Linked DNA regions of Ostrinia nubilalis: region 1 is linked to region 2. The links are chromatin contacts, called in public Hi-C maps. All regions are on one chromosome and are shown on one strand. The core of a region is the stretch at or near the end of the contact, and the rest is flanking DNA. Distances in the headings are between cores, read along the strand shown.

Region 1 (6,721 bases), core at 648-3,147, 240 kb after region 2:
TTAAACCTGTAAATGAAAAATAGCAATTAAATACTACAAAATACTGTTAGTTTTTGAGAATCATAACATTTTAAAAATCTAATAAGTTAATGCATGGTAGTTAATGCAAAACACATAAAAACAATTTTATTACTGTGGTTAACACGTTGAAAACCACACAATATTAATGTCTCACCTTGAAAAATGTTATCATCACTTTTATTACAAGTCTGAAAAACGTACATAGTTAAAAAATATAAGTTAAAGTGTGTAATGTACCTTGTAATAAAAGCATGTTTCACCCAGTCTATGATGACTTCAAAAGCTAGAACAAGCACACAGTCTGGGGCTAGGATCCAGAACCGTTCTTCCCGCCACATGTACTCCTTCATAGTCTGCAGCACCACTATGAAGAGCAAGACCGACAAATGCAGCCGTTCCCTTACATCACTGCACGATACTTGGAATAAGTTGTTCTTGTCAAACTTCTTGAATACACTGCCTTTCAATTCAACAAACTGTAAATAATTAAGGTTTTTATTTATCCTATATCTATCTCATTATGAAAATAATTAAGAAGCTATTATGTAAAAAGTTTTACTTACATTGTTAGACATCATGATAATCAACAGACTCTTATTATTTGAATTAAATGCCACATTCAATGTTGTTGCTTGAAACAACACCAGTAAGCTGTGAAGAACTGATTAATATTAAGAAAATTATTTATTTATACAATGATTATTAATGATTTAATATGATGTAAAAACTTTCAGAAATATTGTGTTTAATTTAAGACTAGATTGGTTTATTTTGAGTAAATTGATAAGTTTATTCAAATTGACACGTACTTTATTCTAAAATACCCTTAATTCAATATTTTAAAAGGATACAGACATAAGTCATTGCAAACAACAAATGGGGTATTAAGCCCAAGTGCTCCCTTCTTCTGTCTCGAGGTTCTGTCGCTGTCCAAAAGAGAGCATCAATGGTATCCTGACCAAAAGCAGAAAACAGTCTGTCTCCAACCTCCAGCATGTTATAGAAAATATAGAGCTTCATCACACTCTGACTTTTGACTAAATGATACATCATATTGGTATCAATATAGCACATGAGAATACTGCACACTAGTAGTATAAAACCTTTCAAGGCGTCACATGTCTCTGCTGGCTTTAATATGTTTTTCCGTGGGTTAGAATAAAACCTAAAAAATATTATAGAAATAATTCTTGTAGCAATTAATTCCAACAATATGTATTACAGAAGTCAAGACAGTAATGAGTTACAAAACAGAATGATTGTCCAATCAAAAACTTACCCAAAGCATTTTCTAAATAATCTGTTAAAAAATGACCAAAATGCCATCATAAATCTTAGTGGCAGAAAAGTGTAAACAAATAATAAAGAGTCAGCACATTGAAAGAAACCATATGCCATGAACTTTTCTAATTCCTGTGGGATTTTTATAAAAGAATAGACTTTCTCTCGTCTAGCCGAAAACCTCTCCTCATCGTGTTCTAATAGGTAGCCGCGAGTGAGCTCCACATGTAAAAAGGCGAAAAGCGATGCAGATTTTTCCCCCTCTGTAATTCAGAATTCAAATTTAGTTTATACTTTATTAAATAGGTAACCGAGCCCACAAAAAAAGAAGACCTTACCCTTGCTCTTCATTTCTTTGCTTTTTGAATCAAAGTTTGACTCGGAAAAGTGCTGAACATTGGTTACAGGCTTGAACCGCAACCTTTTAGTTTGATCTTGTAGATCTTCATTCTTCATTATATAAACCAATGAGCAGTCAACTATTTAATAAAGCACATGAACTTTCAATACCACGCTTGAGCTTGAGATAATTATTAGAAAGGGCAAATTTTAAAAAAGATTTCCCCGATGCTGCCGATTGCAACAAAATTGACAAACAAATTTTGACAGCAGCTAAATGTGACATCTTTTTTTTTAATAAGTACACGGCTTTGGGTTTCAATCTATTTGTCAAATATTGTATGATGCGTGATATAATCAGAAAACCGGTAAATAGTCGATTCTAAGATTATACTTTTTGACAACTTTTACATCACTAGTTTTAAAACGCGGCACGCTCTCATGCCCCTAGAATTATTACATACGTTTGCTAAAAAATACCAGGCTTTGTGCAAGAAGCAGTGTTGTTTTACGAAAATACTAATTAAATAACAACTAAATAATACAATCATTCTTGCAAAACATTTACAATCATGGCTTCAAGTGAGGGTCGAAGTGCTCAGTCAAACTTGCATCAGCAAGATCTAACCAAATTGGTAAGTATGGTGAATTTATTTACCACCACGATTATTCTGAATGAATTGAGTAAATTTCATACTACAGTACTTATAACAATAGTTTTATTTGTATTTTTACTTCATAGAATTTAACTTTTATGTAGTCATAACCTCCCAAAGAATCTTGCACTCTTCACATACCAAATTAGTATGGTTGCACAATAATTACAGTCCTCTTATTGTTTAAGCCTAACTATTGTTTATATTTTAGGATGTCACAAAATTGTCGGCTTTATCACCCGAAGTGATATCAAGGCAGGCAACTATTAACATTGGAACCATTGGCCATGTAGCTCATGGAAAATCGACAGTTGTGAAGGCAATTTCAGGAGTACAAACTGTCAGGTTTAAGAACGAGCTGGAAAGGAATATTACTATCAAGTTAGGTGAGTGTTTATGTAAATTACAGAATAATTTGAGAAATATAATTAGTTTTATGACAAATAATATTGTATAATTTTAAAATACCTAGAACTACATAACAATATATCTAATTCCCATAATATAAGTGCAAACATTCTTTTGTGTCAGAAGCCAAACATAGTGATATACCTATCTGAATAAAAATAAATCTAATTGTATCTGCATTCTGCAAGCAGACCATAAGAGGACATACTAATATAATAAAATATTTTTTTATATGCCTTACTAAAAAAAATATTGTTGAGCATTGCTTGCTTTCCTGATCCCATAATTATACATTCATACCTTTATTAGTTAATACCAGTAAATAAATAAATATTGCTGTGCAAAGTCAGTTTCAAATAAGCTAACCTCTAGCCAATTCTGCTTAAATATTCTGACAACTGTTTAATAAATGTATTGAATATTTTTACTCTGTATTAATTTAAAATAAATACAACCTAATATAAATTTAATTGGACAAAGTAGCTATAATTAAATGTTTATTCTTGCCAATAAACATAGAATGGATAAAATATTGATTGATCTAAATAAATTACTGTAACACAGCTGCTTTGTAATGTACCATGTGAAAAAAGTAAATGTCAAAATTATATTTTCTGAATATCTTTTATTGTCAATCAAAAATATTTTAATGAACTTGTCTTAACTCAAATACACATGGTATGTTGCAGAGCGCGTGTCGGACTCAGTAGTAAGAATGTATCAAGAAATGGCAGAAGAGAGAGATGAAAACATGTTCTTGGAAAAATACAGAAAATCACGCAAAAGAAATTTTTCTCTTGATCCTGATGAAGAGGTGGAAGCTCCAGCTGCAAAGAAACAAAAGAAAAACAAAAAGAGAGAAACCGAAGAATATATCATAGAAAAAATTCTAGATTTTAAATTTTATGAGGGAAAGCCGTTCTTTTACATAAAATGGAAAGGTTGGTCTAATAGTGCCAACACATGGGAACCTCTGGAACATCTTGATAACTGCCCATCATTATTACAAACATTTTTAGTGAACAAAGAATTTGAGTATTGTGAACAATTTGAAAAACTCAAAGAAGAAATTGCATTTGGTGACCTTTTAAGTGATGATAACCTTGCAAAAAGATTGCATGAGCTTGAAGATATAGATGTGTGCAAATTGAAAGAAAAACTCTTGATTAAGTTACTGTCAATGGTTATACTCACTGAAGAAAATGAGCATTATGGCCCAGAACTTGTCCAAGAAGCTCGTGATGTTTTACAATTGTATGTATTAGCCAGAAGACGTAGTCGTCAATTAATGGCTTTGAAAGATTGGGAGGACCATGTGAACCAAGTTGATAAATCTAAAATGAAATTAACAGTCATTAATGATGTTGACCTGGCTGGTCCACCAACAAATTTCACTTATATAAATGATTGTATTCCTGGTGTAGGAGTAACGGTACCAGACGATCCACCTATTGGATGTGATTGTACATCTTGCAACTGTCGTTCTAAGTCCTGCTGTGGTATGCAGGGCGGCTTATTTGCTTACACCGTTAATAAAAGACTGCGGGTGGCATCTGGTACTCCAATTTATGAATGTAACAAAACTTGTAAATGTTCCTCTGAATGTAGCAATCGTGTTGTACAAAGCGGCCGTAATGTGAAACTTTGCATTTTTAGAACAGCTAATGGCTGTGGTTGGGGTGTAAAAAGCGAGCAGAAAATCAGACAGGGACAGTTTGTTTGTCAATATGTTGGGGAAATTATTACTTTTGAAGAAGCTGAGAAACGGGGAAGAGAGTATGATGCAAAAGGACTAACATATCTGTTTGATTTAGATTTTAATTCTGTCGAGAATCCGTATACGGTTGATGCTGGACATTTGGGAAGTGTATCTCACTTTATAAATCACTCCTGTGATCCAAATCTGGGAGTGTGGGCCGTCTGGGCAGACTGTCTGGACCCTAATCTGCCGATGATAGCTTTGTTTGCGACACGCGACATTGAAATAGGGGAAGAAATTTGTTTTGATTATTTACAAAAATCATCAGATAGTGATGACACAAGTAGTACCACAACAAAAACAGAGAATAATGCTACAAGTTCCGACTGTGATAGTGTCAGTATTCCTAATGGCTCGGAAGCAGGGACACCCAACTCTCCAGCTTCACCCATTAAATCAAGATTTGAAATGCAACAAGAAAATATGGCTAATCTTAGAAATCGTACTGAATGCAAGTGTGGAGCAATCAATTGCAGAAAATATTTGTTTTGATACATTAGAAATAAATACAGCAAAGCTAAATACTTTCTTAGTTTTAATATACAAAGAGTACTGTATGTATGAATGTATTTTAAATACTGTTATTCTTTACTGTTTAGGATAGACTGAAAAATACTTTTATGACGTTTAATTGCACTGTTAAAGTAATGGAATTTTTAATATTCCTCATGATTTACAAATTCCATATGAATCTCTTTTTATAAACTGTTTTGATATTTTGTGGTCTGATTTCATTAGTATTCTGATGTTTTATGTCGCCTATGGGTTTCACTATAAATTATGTTGATGATTAACTCAATGAAATATTTTAATAAAATACTCAAACAATTTATTACAGTATTCAATGTAATATGCAACCAAGAAATCTGTCTGTCATTCTTTTTGTAATATAATATCCTTCCTTTCTTTAAACTTAAATAATCACAATAACCTTAAATAGATTTTATATGAGCATGCAAAATATTCATAGGTAATCCAAATATTGTAGTTGTAACACATAATTTTATATTGAAATTTAAAAAGGTGCTGAACTTGGTAGAAGAACATTAACTTATAGTATTTTTGATAATTATGTCGACATTTAAAACTTATCCTTCCAATTGGTGGCCTTGAAAAAGTATTGATATATTTGTGTTAAGATTTTTACTAGTTTTGATAAATGTTGTATTGAAGTTGACGAACTATGCAGTTGTAAGTAGTTAGGTATATTATAGTCTAAGTTTATTATTAAGAATAAAATGGTTCAGATGCACACAGTTCTTGTGTTTACTCATACAGTACCTCTTTTATTCCCTGCAAAAAGAAATGAAATTTCACAACAACACGACAATAATCTTGGATGTTTATGATATGACAATACATAACTTAAAATATGTCACTTTTATGTAAGTACCTACCTACAGTAGAAAGCACATCAGACTACACATTGTAGTTGCAAAATCATGCCTAATTTACATAGTTAAGATTCCAGTGTTAAACGATTCAAAATACTGATATCTTTGTGAACAAAACATAAGATCTCTAAGCTTCATGTGCAGCATATTCAGTTTATTCCTGTTGTCCTAATTTTTTACGGGAATAAAAATAAAATTTAATTATTAATAAAATACCCGCTGTCTTCACTGATCTCACAAGTCGATGTCCAGGTTACGCGAACGCAAAGATCTACAAATGCGACAACCCGAAGTGCCCGCGGCCCACGAGCTTCATCTCGGGCGGTTCGTCGAAGGATGACAGCTTCCCCTGTCTCCGCACCGCTTGTACCGGGCGCTTCCAGTTGGTGCGCCATGTGAGCTTCGTGGACTGCCCTGGGCACGACATCCTTATGGCCACCATGCTTAACGGAGCCGCGGTTATGGACGCCGCGCTTCTGCTTATTGCCGGTAAGTCAGGATATACTATGTAAATAATTATATTCCAACAGCTTGTCTGGAAAGCAGTTCGTATTAATAACTTCTATCATGTTCGTCTTTGGTCGGGCCATAACTATCCAAAGCTGCACAAGACGCCATTTGTGCTACTCTACCAACCAGCACTGCCTTCGTAAGCCTTTACAAACGCAGAGTAGGTATACACAGCTTTTTTACCTTCCGATGGTAGGGCAAAGTTGGATGTATCGCCGTTAGAAGAACCACTGTGTAAAGATACAAGATCGACCGAAGGCTGTCGGATTTCTGACTGAACCAATACAACAGTAAAACTAGCGTTTTCTAACCCCTGGGCCACACACATAGCGATAACATTCGGGCTACAGCAA
Region 2 (6,258 bases), core at 753-3,252:
CTAATGTTATTATAGATCTACTTGAGATTTTATCAAACAGAAGTAAAGCTATAATAATGAGGTGCTATTTATGTATTACATTTCTATTTTAGCTTTTATTTTCCTTTTTTATAATGTTAATAGTATAATAACCTGAAAACCCATCATTATGGGGGATGAATAAAATTGAATCTTAAAATATTTTCCACAGTTGGAATAATTTAGACATTTCCTCCATTATTGTGATAGGTTTTAATTGTAGGTCTTGAGTTTATTTGAGTGTGAATTGTGTTATAAGACTTATGTTTCATTTCATTAATCTTTAATAAAAATGAGCTTTTAGATTACACAATCAAAAGATCTGAGTTTTTCAATAAATGGACGATGACTAAATTGTGTATGTACATTAATGTTCTAACAATAATAATAATTAATAGTACTGGTAGCATCTGATTTGATGTAATAATATGATATTCTATGTTACCAAAAATATTACAAGTGTTATTAGTTCTTGTTCGTTAATGTATAGAATTCTTCTAGGTGTAAGAATAGTTATTCCTAGTGATGAACTGGGAAGTTTATTTTTACATGTAAAACAAGAGTAAGATTTTATTTTTGTGTAAGACCAATATGCAATACATATCTATAAATAAATCAGTCTGTTTGTTATTTTCTACAGCATTCCTTTCATCAAAAAATAATAAAATTAATTAATGAAAATTCCTCATGTCTGTATGTGAACTATTCATTTTTAGAATAGAATAGAAATCATTTACATCATTTATTTAGGCTTTACAACGTTTGCATTTGTCACACATACATAATTAAAACATTTATATTATTAAGATTGCATAAATAAGGATCTTGCTATGAAATCATATTTTATTTACATTAATATTAAAATATACATCATGGGAAATCAATAATAAACCAGCACTTATAGCACATCAAAACTGACAGACGAGTGATATAAAAACAAACTAGAGATGCAAAAAATATACAATGTCTATTAAAATTCTTCTATTGTTGCTATAACAGGATTGTACACAGTCATTGTACACAATTGAAATTATAATTAGTCATTTCTTAGTGCATTCAGATCAAAATGAGGCTATTGGGTAGGCCTGTTGCTAATTGGTTTACTCATTTCAGTAATAACAGGTAACTTCTGGGCTAAATCTACACTATAACCATCTCCCGTTGTGTTTACACTGTTTCTATGGCTTATTTCATATGATGAAGGCAAATTTAAGTATCTAGTTCTTTCTTTTTCTAAATAATTCACCTTTTCTTTCAAAGTTGTATTTTCATCTTTCAGCACTTCTACTTGCAATACCAGTTGTTCCACAAGAGAATGCAGATTTTGGCTCAATGTCTGTAATTCTTCCACAACTGTTTGTGGAGTTTTTTCTTTCTTTCTTCCATCTACAACATCTTTAATGGCCGTGTCTTTTGCTACTGGTTCATTTGCTTTCTTTGTTGACAGCATTTGCAACAGTGAATCTGTTTCATTTATAGTCCTGTATATTGCTACTTGCACTTTAGCATTATCATTAGCTTGTAAATTGTAGAAAGGATCTTTACCTAAATTTTTAATGTTTTCTAAGGCTTTCTTGACTCTAGCATATTGTTCTTTTTTACTCTTGATTAGATCCTTTTGTTTCAGATGGTAGCTGTGTTGAAGTGTGATGGATTCTAAAGCTCCCGAAGAAGTGGTAGACTTCATGGCATCCAAAAGCAATTCAGCCGCATTATGGTGACACTGCATAGCTTCATCGTATCTGTAATTTATTATGTGGGCTTCAGCACGACGATGTTGTTGGTGTGCCTGAAAACCACGTCAAATTATAAACGAGAACATAGGACTTCCTTCAAAGAAGACGCAAAATGTTAACACATTTACCAGATTTAAAGGATGGGATTCCATTGAAAATACTGCAAACAATTAAAATTTCTTCTATGAAAACGAATGTTTTGTTGAAATCAGCTGTGATTGTTTTGCGCAAGAAAGAGAAGAAAAATTATATTATTTTTTATATAGCCGTCATAGCTGTCAATGTCAGTCAACTTTTTTATGCTAGAGTTGACCCCGCGATCATAATAATCGTATTATTATCGTACCATGTAAGTCACACGTCTAGTATACGATACGATAAATGAACAATTTTAATTGATCTTTTGCGTTATAAAATCCTTATAATATGGCTTATCCACTATATTTTAAGCTCGTCTGGTAAATTTTTAATTTTAAGACATTAGACCATTTCTCAAAGTTATTTTAAATTTTCCGATGATGGGCGACCTCTATGACAGCGATGTATGAAACTTTGAATACAACTAAATAAATTCTTCTTGTAACATATTGCAACCTTTTTAAATAATTATCTTGTCATGGCATGGACAATTAATTATATTTTTTTTTTCGAAAAAAAAAAGTGTTTACGCTTGATTACGCTATTCACTGAAATAATTTGAAGAAAATAATTAATTCCAAAGTATTTTTTGGACATGTCTAAGCAAAGATTTTCTCGCGCCTGGTACAAGAAAAGTCAAGAAATACTCAAATCTACTGAGATGTCAATTGCTAAAAAAATTTTGGCTTATAAAATATTTTTACGTCCGATTCTAATGTACGGTTGGTTTGAAGAACAACCTTCGCAGCTCAAGGTTCTTGAAATTAAGGCTCTTCGACAGATATTTGGTAATTCTAACGAGAAAAATCTCTATCGAAAATATACGGATATTGATGTAGTAAGCTACATGAAGCTACAAGATATCCGATGGCGGAGGACCACTGGTTCTGGAATAACGAGTATCCGGCGAAAGTTTCATACGATTTTCGATGCTGATGATCCATCTTCATACTTTTCAAAGGCAAGTTTGTGCAACACATCTAAAAGTCGAAGACTGATTAAAGCTGATAATCCAGGAAGTGAAACAACAATCGATACCGTCCGTAGAAGCCACCGGTTAGCGATTAAAGCCCAAAATAAAAAGCCTTGAAACTGCAATGGTATCATTTTATTGATCTTTTATTTAATCTTAATTATTCTAACTCCACGACATCACACAGCGATTACTTATGTTCACAATTGAACTATTGGGGTGTGGTGGATTAGGTTTAACCTTAGCCAAATACTTATTTCAATATTTAGTTCAACTAGGCGCTTCACGAGTATTCTGAACTGTGAAGCTTAACTCGTCACTTGATTCTCGTATTGTCAAAGAATGATTTTTAGTTCTGCTTGCAATAGACTCGTCGCGTGCGGTATTTGATGTAGGTGGTGGTTTATCCCACCAGTGGACACGCTTACGACATTTCTTAGAACGCCTTCCCAGCGCTCGTTCTTCTATTCTTAGCAAGCTCTTCCAAGATAGTCTCTCATGACGAACATGGTCCACAATATCCGTATCCCTGTACCTTTTATAAACGGCTCTCATATTGGGTCGCAACCTTTTAGGGTGTCTGTGTGGGTACTTTGACTTGTATATTTCTAAAAGAGTAGCACATTCAAAGCGAAGCAACTTCTTCGACGATCGGTCATCTAGAGCCCACACTTCACATCCGTATGTAAGGATAGGTCTGACAAAAAACTTGTAGAGTTGGAACTTGGCTTGACAATGCAGGTCCGGGTCACACAGCATTTGCCAATATTTTTGGCACCACAGTCGAGCACACCTTATTCTCTCGTTGATTTCTAACATCATGTCTTCTGCACTCAGTTGTGGTATACCTAATTTAAGTTCAGCACGACTTCTGCTTTGCATTTCAAATTTAAACAAGGTTATTTTTTCCTGTAGGAAGGTTTCTGTGGATATTAGAAATTAGGATGTTGTTCAGAATGATCTCATATGTATAGATGACCCACGCTGAACTGTCCCACCAAACTCAATGACAGGGGGGCGCTACCATCGTTCAACTATATGGTTTCCAACATGGCAAAAATCTGAACCAGCGATCCGGTATTGACGGTGGCGCCCCACTGTCAATGTCATCGACAGGACAGTCCAGTATTTTGGAACTTTAAGGGAATCGCAAACAAACCATGAAATTGTCATTTAGATTAGTGACGTAAAACTTCATAATCAGTCACACCTTATAATATCACAGATTCAGTTTGCTGAAATTTTTTTAAAGGTAAATGCACACTTATTCGAAAAAAGATACCAATCAGATGGTTTAGTGCATAAAGTGCATTGCATTTTGGTATATAAGTCTTAGGCCCAGTTTCCACCAAGGCGGAGCGGAGCGGAGAAGTGTTTTGAATATGGTTTTAAATAAACTATCAGATTTAATTATGTAATTCCATTTCTCTTCTCCGCTCCTGGCTATACAGGAGTTGCAGTGGTGAAAAAGAGAGATTACCAAGTCCCATTTACCTATTAATTTTAGACCATTAAGCTTTAATAGATCATTCATTCTATCGACTCTATAAAAATTGGCAGACTGGTTATGTAATGGCCAAACATACAAACTACACTTGTACCTCTGTTTCTGCTTTCGTTTACGAACAGTTTGTTTGAAACTAATGCGTCATACCATTGTTAACTGGCAATGTTTAACTAACATTAGGCAAATTGAAAAAGCTGACTTCACCGTTAGTACCTAGTATTAAATTGATCTTGCTACACACACGCACGTAGGCAAAATGCTTTCTTTGCTCTCGAGTATTTTCCTCATATTTTCTTTGAGTTGTGGTAATGGGGCATCACTACAATGTTCCGTCACGGACGTAAAGAGTCTTCTGGAGGGATGTGACAGGTTGACCGGTCTAAACGTGACCAGCGTGGGGGGAACCATGGTCAATGACCACAACTGCGACGTCTTGCTTCCAAAGCAGGTGTTCATACAAGAACCCTTATTCCAGTACGCGTTGGCTGATTCGGTAATACAATTCATCAACTTTAATTCATTCGGTTAGAATGTTATCTAATCTTTGGTTAGACGGTAATCTTTACTATTTTTCTATAGAAAAAGTTCTACACAATCATCCTAGTAGATCCAGATGCGCCACCACAAGTGGAAGGGGAGTTCTACTTGCATTTGCTGAAGTCTAACATTCCTGTAAGTAAAAAGATAACCTGCGTACTTAAGTTCCTGTTCATTAATTTGTATTCTTGTACCTACGTCCTACATACAAGACGAATTTCGCTTATGTGCAAAATGCTTCTCTGACTTAAGTGTTAACTTTACCTATTTCATAATTAAGTTGTAGAGTTGTAGTTGTTGTTAGCAGAGTTGTATCTGTAAAATCTGCGCTCATGGCTTACAATGGCTACGTTGACTGTATTCTTCGTTACGGTATTATTCTATGGGGAAATTCTGTAGATATCCACAGCATATTCTTGATACAAAAGCGATGTATAAGAGCTATATTTGGCATTAAAAAAACCGATTCCTGTCGGCCATACTTTCAAAAACATAATATTCTTCCTATTCCAAGTTTATATGTATATGAAATTTGTCTATTTGTAACTAAACATAAGTCTCTTTTTGTAAAAAAACAGGAAGCTACTAATAGGAGAATACGATCCCAATATTTGTACAAATTACATAAACCATGTGTAAAACTGTCTGCAGTGTCACGAAATGCCTATATTATGTGTATAGATATCTATAATAAATTACCTGATCGCTTTAAAGATGATGAATTAAGTTTAAGTTCGTTTAAGAGGCTCACTAAATTATGGTTATTGAAACATTGTTTCTATAGTTTGAAAGATTTTATGGAGCATAAGGAATAGTTTTTTAATTTTATTTTAAGAGAAATGTGTATACACCTGTAATGGTAGGATTTGGCGATCTAACTTTATTATTGCAATAACTACTGCAAATGTAATGTACCCAAATTTATGCACAATAAATTATTTGATTTGATTTGAAAAGTTATGCTTCAGAAAGAATCAATAAGATTTTAAATTATTGTCTTATAATAATTTTCAGGGGCTTGCCTTAAAATCAAAGGACAGCAGCAAAACTTCAGGCATTGATTACCGAGGTGAGATTAATTAAAATTAGATTTCTAGTTTAATAAAAAAAATTACAAATACAAATTGGGATAAAATTGGGTACGTTATTACTTATGTAAACGTCGGTAGGTCACGAGTTTTAGGCCAGTAGAATTAAACACAAAAATTGATTAAATCGGAAATAATTCATACAAAAGATTTTTTTGCTTTAATGGCTTCATTGGTTGCCCATTAAGATTCTCCTAAGTTTTCGACTTCGACGGAGTTGTGCTTAAGTGGTGGGGGCCCCCGAAAGGGGCGTTTTTTCGG

What was found. A called contact is a pair of places that touch in the nucleus more often than the background predicts.
Region 1: a Hi-C map of whole larva shows a contact between it and region 2, with 2.6 times the contacts expected there. The contact joins the promoter of LOC135076236 here to the promoter of LOC135076203 in region 2. A contact is called at or near these places in 4 of 5 Hi-C or Micro-C datasets (whole body and whole larva).

What each region holds. Positions count from the first base shown.
Region 1 is chr11:9,111,804-9,118,524 of ilOstNubi1.1, forward strand. It overlaps LOC135076236 (protein TAPT1 homolog), which reads right to left and starts at 1,898. Exons shown (of 10, transcript XM_063970718.1): 1 at 1,641-1,898; 2 at 1,301-1,565; 3 at 873-1,186; 4 at 585-682; 5 at 259-497; 6 at 1-6. The coding sequence starts at 1,758. It overlaps LOC135076217 (eukaryotic translation initiation factor 2 subunit 3-like), which reads left to right and starts at 2,051. Exons shown (of 9, transcript XM_063970700.1): 1 at 2,051-2,276; 2 at 2,509-2,683; 3 at 6,111-6,347. The coding sequence starts at 2,214.
Region 2 is chr11:8,873,490-8,879,747 of ilOstNubi1.1, forward strand. It overlaps LOC135076203 (nuclear receptor-binding factor 2), which reads right to left and starts at 2,003. Exons shown (of 2, transcript XM_063970680.1): 1 at 1,883-2,003; 2 at 842-1,807. The coding sequence starts at 1,906. The coding sequence ends at 1,091. It overlaps LOC135076202 (transmembrane protein 127-like), which reads left to right. Exons shown (of 4, transcript XM_063970679.1): 4 at 1-633. It overlaps LOC135075878 (phosphatidylethanolamine-binding protein 1-like), which reads left to right and starts at 4,602. Exons shown (of 4, transcript XM_063970335.1): 1 at 4,602-4,865; 2 at 4,952-5,044; 3 at 5,924-5,978. The coding sequence starts at 4,629.